2 separate regions of the Drosophila melanogaster genome follow, and region 1 is linked to region 2. Evidence: chromatin contacts called from public Hi-C data. All regions are on one chromosome and are shown on one strand. Each heading gives the region's core, a stretch centred on a gene start, on an enhancer-like site or on the middle of the called end of the contact. The rest is flanking DNA. Distances are from core to core; before and after follow the strand shown.

The links. Hi-C and Micro-C count contacts between places; a contact is called where the count stands out from the background.
Region 1: a Hi-C map of the Kc167 cell line shows a contact between it and region 2, with 3 times the contacts expected there. The contact joins the promoter of CG11122 here to the promoter of Coq7 in region 2. A contact is called at or near these places in 3 of 107 Hi-C or Micro-C datasets (the D17-c3 cell line, the Kc167 cell line and the S2 cell line).

What each region holds. Positions count from the first base shown.
Region 1 is chrX:11,122,665-11,127,611 of dm6, forward strand. CG11122 reads right to left here and starts at 2,062. Exons shown (of 3, transcript NM_132457.2): 1 at 1-2,062. The coding sequence starts at 934. Rpt3 (Regulatory particle triple-A ATPase 3) reads left to right here and starts at 2,437. Exons shown (of 3, transcript NM_001298179.1): 1 at 2,437-2,684; 2 at 2,759-2,842; 3 at 2,901-4,121. The coding sequence starts at 2,649. The coding sequence ends at 4,022. SrpRalpha (Signal recognition particle receptor alpha) reads right to left here. Exons shown (of 3, transcript NM_080148.3): 3 at 4,213-4,947. The coding sequence ends at 4,311.
Region 2 is chrX:6,768,596-6,773,358 of dm6, forward strand. Coq7 (Coenzyme Q7) reads left to right here and starts at 2,630. Exons shown (of 3, transcript NM_143710.3): 1 at 2,630-2,778; 2 at 3,632-4,128; 3 at 4,192-4,444. The coding sequence starts at 2,775. The coding sequence ends at 4,350. It overlaps sov (small ovary), which reads left to right. Exons shown (of 7, transcript NM_132120.2): 6 at 1-458; 7 at 533-2,117. The coding sequence ends at 1,702. shf (shifted) reads right to left here. Exons shown (of 8, transcript NM_132121.3): 5 at 4,466-4,654; 6 at 3,410-3,505; 7 at 3,142-3,339; 8 at 2,868-3,064. The coding sequence ends at 3,021.

The DNA of each region.
Region 1 (4,947 bases), core at 812-3,311, 4.4 Mb after region 2:
GCTGATGCTGATTCTGTTGCTGTCGCTGCGTCGCCGCCCGACTGCTGCTCCGGGATTTGCTGCTGGGCGTGGCCAGGGGCGGCGGCTCCTCCTCCTTGCGCTGGTTTCGATTCCGATGGCTGGGCAGACGGTTCTGGGTAAGGCCGAGGCGAAAGAGCACCGGCTCGTCGGCGCCCATCAGACCCGGTTTGGTGGCATGGCCATCCTCCGGATGATGAAGCGAATGCTGCTGGCGCTGGTGTCCCAACAGGTGATCTGCGTCCTGGAACCGCAGGCGACACGGCTGGCAGGCGAAATACTTATCTGCATGCTGCTCGCTGAGGTGCTGGAATAGCTGCTCCAAATGCTTGGCCGGCAGGCAGATCTGCGGGGGCGTGGCCTGGCGGCGATTGCCTTGCTGGCCACACCACTGGCAGCCGGGGAAGCCGCCGGCGGGATGAGAATTGGAGCTGGTGGAACGACCGCTGCAGCGTCGTTCCTGCCGCTCGGTGTGAAACTTGTCCACATGCTTGGCCTGCAGCTTGCCGGAGGCGAACTTCCTATCACAGTACAGACACAGGACCTTCGAGTGCGCGGCTCCACCCAGGCCGGCGGCCTCTTCCCGCTCGCGCTCGCGCTCCCTCTCCCGTTCTCGTTCCCGTTCCTCCGTCATCTGATGCAGCTTCTCCACCAAACGGGGCAGCCGCTCCAGCGGCAGGCTGCAGATCAGCGAGAGCGGCTCTTGTTCCGCTTCCAGCTGATCCTCGTGCGGTTCCACCTCTTCCTGTTCCGCGTCCACATCCTCCTCCTGCCGGGTCTGTCGTTTTTTGCGCGGATTAGATGAGGCAGCGGCCGTGGCTGGTGCCGTTGCCGGTCCAATTGGATTCTTGCCGTTGACCTGCTCCTCCGAGAACTTGAAGCCACGGCGCAGGCCGAAGCGCGACATGGTCTTCATGTGGAGGCCACTGGGTCGTCCGTGGTTGCGTTGCACAAGTTAACTGCTTCGCCACTCCTGCAAGCAGTGCGGGGTGTGCGGACAACAATTTACTGCTGCACGCACACTGCTTCGTTCTTCCTTCTTCTTTTTGTTGACAAATAAACCGCAAGAAGAAGCAGCGAAAAACAAAAACTACTCACACACACGTACGCACACACACTCGCACGCACACCTGCTCAATTGGAAATTATACAATAAACATTTTCAACTCCTCGAATTGATCTCGCTCTGTTATCGGACACTATTGTTTTGGCCAACAGCTATATATAGCATAACTACCACTCCACTGCACAAGACCACACTGTCCACTTGGATATCCCGACTTGGTCTCTCCTGCGTATCTAAATACGTTTCGTTTTGTTTCGTTCTATTCGTTTTGTTCTGTGTTTCGGTTCGTTGTATTGCACTGTATTCCGGGATTTCACGGGATTGCTTTCCGTTTTGTTGTTTTGTTTCTTGTTTTTTTCTTGTATATTTTGTTCTTTTCGCTTGGATACGGACCAGACCAGGAGCGCCAACGGATCCGTATCAGTGCCTTGCACTTAAATTTAAGCACGGCATTGCAGCAGCTCGACCACCAGTGTAGCGCATTCAATTTTCCCTGGCCGTTCTTTCCACCCTAACAACTGCGTTAGGAGGTATCTAACGTTTAGCCCAAATCGATGCGTGCGTACGGCGCAGAGGGGGCGGCGGCGCGGCCAGAGGGGGCGGGGCACGGCAGCAGGACAACGACGACAACGACAACGATACTTTGTGGGAAACGTACTCGGAATCGGAATCGGAATCGTACTCGTACCCGTTCTCTTTCCCGTTCTGATGCTAGCGATATTGGGGAAACGATTTTTCGGCGACGGCGGCGGCATTATCAGCCATCGAATTGTGCTATATAAACAGCAAATTCGATTTCACTGTCCTACCAGCGCTCGTGTGTGTATATATTTGGTTCGTTCGCACACGCACACATAGCACACACAGAAGCAGCAGGAGCGACCGAAATGTTAAATGTGTGTGTTTTTCTACTCTTTTTTTTTCTTATGGGAAATCGAAATCGCGTCAAAATGGTCGGGTTTTGCCAGTGTGTACACACTTGTACCCGCTGGCGAGAAAGGTACTCGAACTATCGATAGTTGCGTCTCGAGCAGCGATACTTTGGCATGGTTCTACGTGAATTGCTTAGAATAACTTGCGATTTTATCAATTACTTATAAGCGATCTGCATTCGAAATAGTTTTTGTTAGTAATAAATCTGTTATCAGCTTTTGTTCCAATCAGAGCTGGTATATATCGGGCAATTATCAGACAGCTGATTTTTTCCCATCACCAGATGCTTTGAAACGTATTAAAAAATACTTTCCGGATATTAAGTGAGAAACATGACATGTGATATTAGATTTATTTGTATACAACATTTTAGCTTTACAGACTAACTGGTATAGGATATTGTCCAATAAAGAGGAGTTGCTTTCTTATCAGAAAGAGTATATATCGAAAAAAAAAACCGATTGAAAGAGCAGCACAATTTGATAGATAAATGGCCCCATCGATAGATCACAATCGATTGCGGACAGGGTTGCCACCACAACGCACTGCTGGCTTGTTTTTGACGAGTCATTTTGGTCGCCTCGCAGAAAACGCAAACTAATAAAACGAGACTCATTGCTGAACGAAAAGAATGCCGTACAACATGGACGTACTGATACCGGAAAAGGTGCGTAGTTGCCTCTCTGCGCCGCCTGGCATGCGTACTAATTACCTCTTTCCCAATTCCACTTTTTCCACCAGGACGAGCTCTCCGACTTGAAGCTAAAAGATGCGCACAGTTCCCTGGACGAACTGGACATGGAGGATCTCTACGTGCGTTACAAGGTGAGTCGTCCACTGGTCTTCCATTTGATCACCCATCTAAGCGGCCATTGTGTTGTAGAAACTGCAAAAGACACTGGAGTTCATTGAAGTGCAGGAGGAGTACATCAAGGACGAGCAGCGAAACCTGAAAAAGGAGTATCTGCACGCCCAGGAGGAGGTGAAGCGCATCCAGTCGGTGCCGCTGGTGATTGGCCAGTTCCTGGAGGCCGTCGATCAGAACACGGGCATTGTGGGCTCCACCACCGGCTCCAATTACTATGTGCGCATCCTGTCCACCATCGATCGCGAGCTGCTGAAGCCCTCCGCCTCGGTGGCCCTGCACAAGCACAGCAACGCGCTGGTGGACGTGCTGCCACCAGAGGCGGATAGCTCCATTTCGATGCTGCAGCCGGATGAGAAGCCCGACGTTAGCTATGCGGACATTGGTGGCATGGACATGCAGAAGCAGGAGATCCGCGAGGCAGTCGAACTGCCGCTGACCCACTTCGAGCTGTACAAGCAGATTGGCATCGATCCGCCGCGCGGCGTGCTTATGTACGGTCCGCCCGGTTGCGGCAAGACCATGTTGGCCAAGGCGGTGGCCCATCATACGACGGCGTCGTTCATACGCGTCGTCGGCTCGGAGTTCGTGCAGAAGTACCTCGGCGAGGGACCGCGCATGGTGCGCGACGTTTTCAGGCTGGCCAAGGAGAACGCGCCGGCCATCATCTTCATTGACGAGATCGATGCGATTGCCACGAAGCGTTTCGATGCGCAGACTGGCGCCGATCGCGAGGTGCAGCGCATTCTGCTCGAGCTGCTCAACCAGATGGACGGGTTCGATCAGACCACGAACGTTAAGGTGATCATGGCTACCAACAGGGCGGACACACTCGATCCGGCATTGCTGCGACCTGGTCGATTGGATCGTAAGATTGAGTTCCCGCTGCCCGATCGCCGGCAGAAGCGACTCGTCTTCTCCACCATCACCTCGAAGATGAACCTAAGCGAGGATGTCGATTTGGAGGAGTTTGTGGCGCGGCCGGACAAGATCTCCGGTGCCGATATCAACGCCATTTGCCAAGAGGCGGGCATGCACGCGGTGCGTGAGAATCGCTACATCGTTTTGGCCAAGGACTTCGAGAAGGGCTACAAGAACAATATCAAGAAGGACGAGCAGGAGCACGAGTTCTACAAATAGATTATATTAATTCATACACACTACTCCCGCCCCATTTTTTCCCCCAACACACTAAACTCTTCTTTGTACGCATAAAGTTATAAACATTAATAAAAAAATAAAAAAAAACAAAACAACTTGTAATCGAAGTGCCAAGCGATCCTTAATCCTAAACGAACCAACAGCCAACAGTGGGCAAAGCATTCCATTTACGCAACAACAAACTAGACAAAAGCCATATATTTGATTCGGTGAAAAGAGTGGATGCAAACAAGGAGCATTGGAAGGATAGCCGGATCGACGGCTGGCTTACTTCATCAGGGAATTGACCACGGCGTTCACATTGATGGCCTTTAGGTCGGCATACGTCTGACCCGTGCCCACGAACACAATTGGCTGGCCGGTTATGTAGGTCATGGAGATGGCGGCGCCCACCTTGTCATCGATGGTATCGAACTTGGTCAACACTATGCCGTCGATGATGTGCGGGTTCTCGTTGGATGAGTAGTCGGCCAGCGACTGATTGAACTTGACCAGCTGGTCGACGGCTTCGTTGCCCACCAGTGCCTCGCCCACGAATAGCACCAGATCCGGATTGTTCACTTTGATTAGCTTGGACAGGGAACGCATCAGCGGCTCGTTATCCTGCATGCGTCCGGCGGTGTCCACAAGCACCACATCCACTCGCGTATCGTGGGCAAACTTGATGGCCTCCATGGCAATGCCGGCGGCATCCTTGCCGTAACCCTTCTCGTACAACTGCACCATGTTGCGTCCATCGTGCTTGGCCGCCGGATGCAGTGCGTTCAGATGGCGTGTGTGTGTGCGCAACTGCTCGACGGCACCGGCTCGGAACGTATCGCAGGCGGCGATCAGAACGTTGAAATCGTTCTCGATCAGCCAAAAGCAGATCTTGGCCAAATTGGTGGACTTGCCGACACCATTG
Region 2 (4,763 bases), core at 1,380-3,879:
CGGAAAGGGAAGTGCAGCCTGTGCAAATCTACCAGCGCATCGTGTGTAAGAACAAGCAGACGCTAGGCTTCTACTGCACCACCTGTCACGAGGTGGCCAGCAGCTTCCAGAAGATCGCTATGCACTGCGACAAGGAGCATAAGTCGCGCAATCCGGTGCAATGTCCCCACTGCATTTTCGGGCATTTGGCCGAACGCCAGGTTGTCTTACACATACAAGAGAAGCATCCCCATGAACGCGGACTGGCAATGGTGCAGTTCGAACGCGTGCTTAATGACATCCCGAACAGCATAAGCTGGGAGATAGGTCGGCCCATCGAAGTGGAGCCTGAGAAGGAGATCCCGAACAATGGGGAGAGTGCATTCCTGCCGCTAAGCCAGAGACAGGTTGTAACGGAAGTGGTGGACCTGCTGGATTCAGACGACGAGGCGGACGAGTACGGTGAACAAGATGACGCGGTAAGTAAAGTGTGGCTGATGCAGGCCCAATTTTCAATTTTGTTTTCCTTATGCTCATTATTATTTTGCTACAGAAAATCGTGGAGTTCGCCTGCACACACTGCGACGGGACAAACACCAACTTGCCGGACCTACGCTCCCAGCACTGGGCCCGCGAACATCCCGACCAGCCCTTCTATTTCCGCGTTCAGCCGATGCTGCTCTGCTCCGAGTGCAAGAGATTTAGGGGCAATGCAAAGGCACTTCGCGAGCACCTGCGTGCGACACACTCTATCCGGAGCATAGTGGCTGCGGACATTCGTCGACCGATGGAGTGCGCTTACTGCGACTACCGCTATAAAAACAGGCACGATCTTGCGAAACACATCAGTGAGATAGGTCACCTGCCCAATGACCTGAAGCACGTAACAGATGATGAAATTGATGCCCTGATGCTGCTCAGTGCCAGTGGAAGTGGTGGGGCTGTTAACGAATACTACCAGTGCGGATTGTGCAGTGTGGTTATGCCAACGAAGGAGACAATTGTCCAGCACGGCCAAGTGGAACACTGCAAGCCCGACGAGCGTTTCTGCTTCCGGCAGCTAGTGTCGCCAGTGATATACCATTGTTCCTTCTGCATGTTCAACTCGACCGATGAGCTGACTACGCTGCGCCATATGGTGGACCACTACAGCCGCTTCCTGGTCTGCCATTTCTGCACACGCTCTCAGCCGGGTGGTTTCGATGAGTACATCCAGCACTGCTATACCTACCACCGGGACGATATCAAATCCTTCCGGGACGTGCACACGTTTAGCGATCTGAAGAGGTACCTTAGTCAGGTGCATTACCAATTCCAGAATGGGTTGATTATCACAAAAAGCAGTCTCCGTTATACACGTTACAAATCCGACAAATGTATGCTTGAGCTAGACGCTGAGCTAATGGCCAAGGCCCAGCGGCCACCCATTCCGCGTCTGCATATCAGACTCAAGTCGACCGGCGTTCAGATGCAGAGCCCCGAGGGGGCTGATGTGGAGAAACCTGTGTCGTTGTTGCGGATCACAAAGCGACGAAAAACGCTTAATCCTGGCGAATTGCTCCGCTCATTCCGCGAGGAGAATGAGGTACAGCCACAGCCACCGGCCTCTTCAACATCGTCGGGGACGGCTCCTTCTCCTGCGGCAGGTTCTGTGTTCAACCTGTTCAAGCGCCGCAACAGTCTCGTTGTCCGCCCAGCAACCAGCAACTTGGATCAACACTAACACCACAACATTATTATAATTTTTTTTTTTTTTTATTTCTTCTGGACCCCATTTATGCATATTTCGTACTAGTTTCAAACTATTTAAGCATTTTTTTTTTAAACATAATTATGAGATCATGTTTACTACATTTGTAAGATCAATAATGATAAGATAGGACTCTAACTGACAACGGCTTCAAATAATTAAACTATTGTTTTAACTGAATCAATTCATGTATTCTGGTATAACATGGCAAGGAATAAAGATGGACATGAACTAACTCTGATGCCAACGCCGTCTGAAAGCTCAAGGAAGCTGGGTTCGGAAAAATCGAAATTGAAATTTGACTGCTGGAATCGTTTAGAACTTTGATACGAAAAGCATTTTGGACAATTAGAACACGCATGATAAGTAAGAATCGATTTTGTTTAATAAAAACGACAGTGCGTCTATCCCAAGACCAGCAGTGTTGTACATACCGGCTTCCTGTTTATCAATCAGTTACTGCGACACTTGTAGAGCGAATCTCATGGTGTGGCGCTAGCATCACGCATTTGAATCCACCGCGCCACAATCTCCTAGCGGGTAGTTACCCGGGACGATTGTGGTAATTTTCATTGAGATACACATAGAATCCGCATTTAATGCTTTATGTTGCATCTCAGATCAATCACATATGTATATACATATATGTATGTAATTTGTGAGTTGCGGCACAGCTGATTGCGTTACTATCGGCTATCGTCGGATGATCGGTCAGGGCTGCAAATGTGTAAATAAATTCGTAGTGTTTTTGATCTAATCAAAACCATAAAGTTGAGATGTTCTATGGTGTTGCTGCTATCATTAAAATAATATGAAAATATAAAATAAATATATGAACAGTTTGAGTCAATGGTCAATGGCGTGACTCACGAACGTGGTGCGATACCGGTGGCAGGCACGTGAGGATGGCCCATCCCTGGATTGGATTGCGCAAAAATAAACAGAACGCAAATTGTTTTTGTGCTCGGCAATTCGGCGAATTGCACTTTACCTAATAATTTATTTATTCAACACAATACATCTCGTGGAAAGCTGCAAATTAGCAATGAGTAAGTAGACTGCACTCAGTGGCTCACAACTGACCCTCGAAATCTTCGCTAGATCACGACGCATTAACTCTTAGATTTTGTTTTTATTTAAAAATGTTATGTTAAATTACAAAAAAAATGTATCACAATTAGAATTATTTTCGTTTCTTCCTTTTGTCGCTGTTGCTGTTGTTCTTGTCGTGCTGGTTTAGTAGAAAAGTGAAAAGTTGATTGAATATTTTGGATCGTGTGCGCCGGTAGCCCTAGAACTTGGAGTCATCGTTTCGGTGGACATGTCGTCGCTTGCCTGAAAACGATGAGATTAGCAAATTTTTATAAGCCCATCCTGATCACCGGACATTCCAGGATCAACGCTGCACTTACGACCGTTGCAGTGGCGTCCATAGAATCCCGGATGGCACTTGCAGTGCTTGTGGGAGACGCAGGTGCCATTGCGACACTTGCAGATGGAGCGCTGCTTGCGCCCGATCTCGCAGTGATCGCCTCGTAGTCCGTTGGGGCAGCGGCACAGGTTGTTCCCGATGCACCGTCCCTCGTTCTTGCAGGGGATCACACACTTGGCTGTGAGGGAAATGGGTGGGCAAAGGTTCAGTGTTTCGCCTCGATAAGAGTTGAGCCGTTTGCTACTCACAGTACTCGCAACGCAGGCCGTAGTAACCCTTGGAGCACTGGCACTTGTCCTTCTGTATACACTTGCCGCCATTCAAGCACTTGTCCTTGCAAATACCTGTTGATTACAATGGGATACTATTAGTTGCGCGCCAGGCACATTTCATTCTTATATAATGCCCAGTTATCTTGCCCCAAGTGTACTTAATCATCGCGTATCGTATCACCCTCCTTTTCTACGCAGATGGAATGCTGAGAAGAGGTCTTAGCCGGCCCGAGCCACGCCTGCTCTCCAAGCGCTATCTAAGCTCAGCAACTGGAGGAGGATCAGCAGGCACGACCGAAGGAGGCAGCTCTGAAACCACCCCGCTGCGTCCACGTCCAAATGCGCTCACAGATGAGATTATACGCGTCGATCATGCCGGCGAATTGGGAGCAGATCGCATTTACGCCGGGCAAATGGCCATTCTGGGCAACGGACCGCTGGGCAAGACCATCGGACACATGTGGGAGCAGGAGAAAGAGCATCGTAAACAGTTCGAGCAGCTCATTCAACAGCACCGCGTGCGTCCAACGATCATGACGCCAATTTGGAACGTGGCCGGATTTGTGCTGGGCGCCGGAACCGCCCTCATGGGCGAAAAGGCAGCCATGGCCTGCACGGTGGCAGTGGAGACGGTGATCGTAGAACACTACAATGACCAGCTGCGTCAGATAATGGAGGCACCGAACCCGGATAAGGTAAGTACCATTTGCAACTGCCCCAAGCAACGGACGAAGTAACAACGTTATATGATTTTGCAGGAGCTGTTGGCCACCATCACCAAGTTCCGGGACGAGGAGCAGGAGCACCACGACACGGGCATTGATCACGGTGCCGAGCAAGCGCCCTTTTACCAGGCCATGACCGAGGTAATCAAGTTTGGCTGCAAGACGGCTATTGCCATCTCGAAGAAGATCTAGGCTGAAACAGTTGGGCCCCCTGTATATATCAAAATCAAATTATCTGTTCCGCTAAGCTAACCGTGTTAAGCATTAAAGATAGAGCTAAATGTCCATAATAGTCGCGTCTACTTACCACCTTCGCACTGCGTGCCCTGGTAGCCCTCCGGACAGGTGCAGACGGACGGCGCCGTGCAGTTACCGCCATTGAGACACTGCGGAAAACAGAAGGCCGTCTCGCAGTATTGGCCCGTGTAGCCCACGTTGCACTTGCAGATGTGGTGCTCGTTGCAGTACCCGTTCTTGCCGCACTTCAAGCTGCATTCTGGATCGGGAGCTTAAGTTTTTTTAGTTTAGTTCAATCGTTCGCATGTCACGAGGCATAAACACTCATTTTAACACTCATTTGGACTCACACTTAACGGAGCACATCG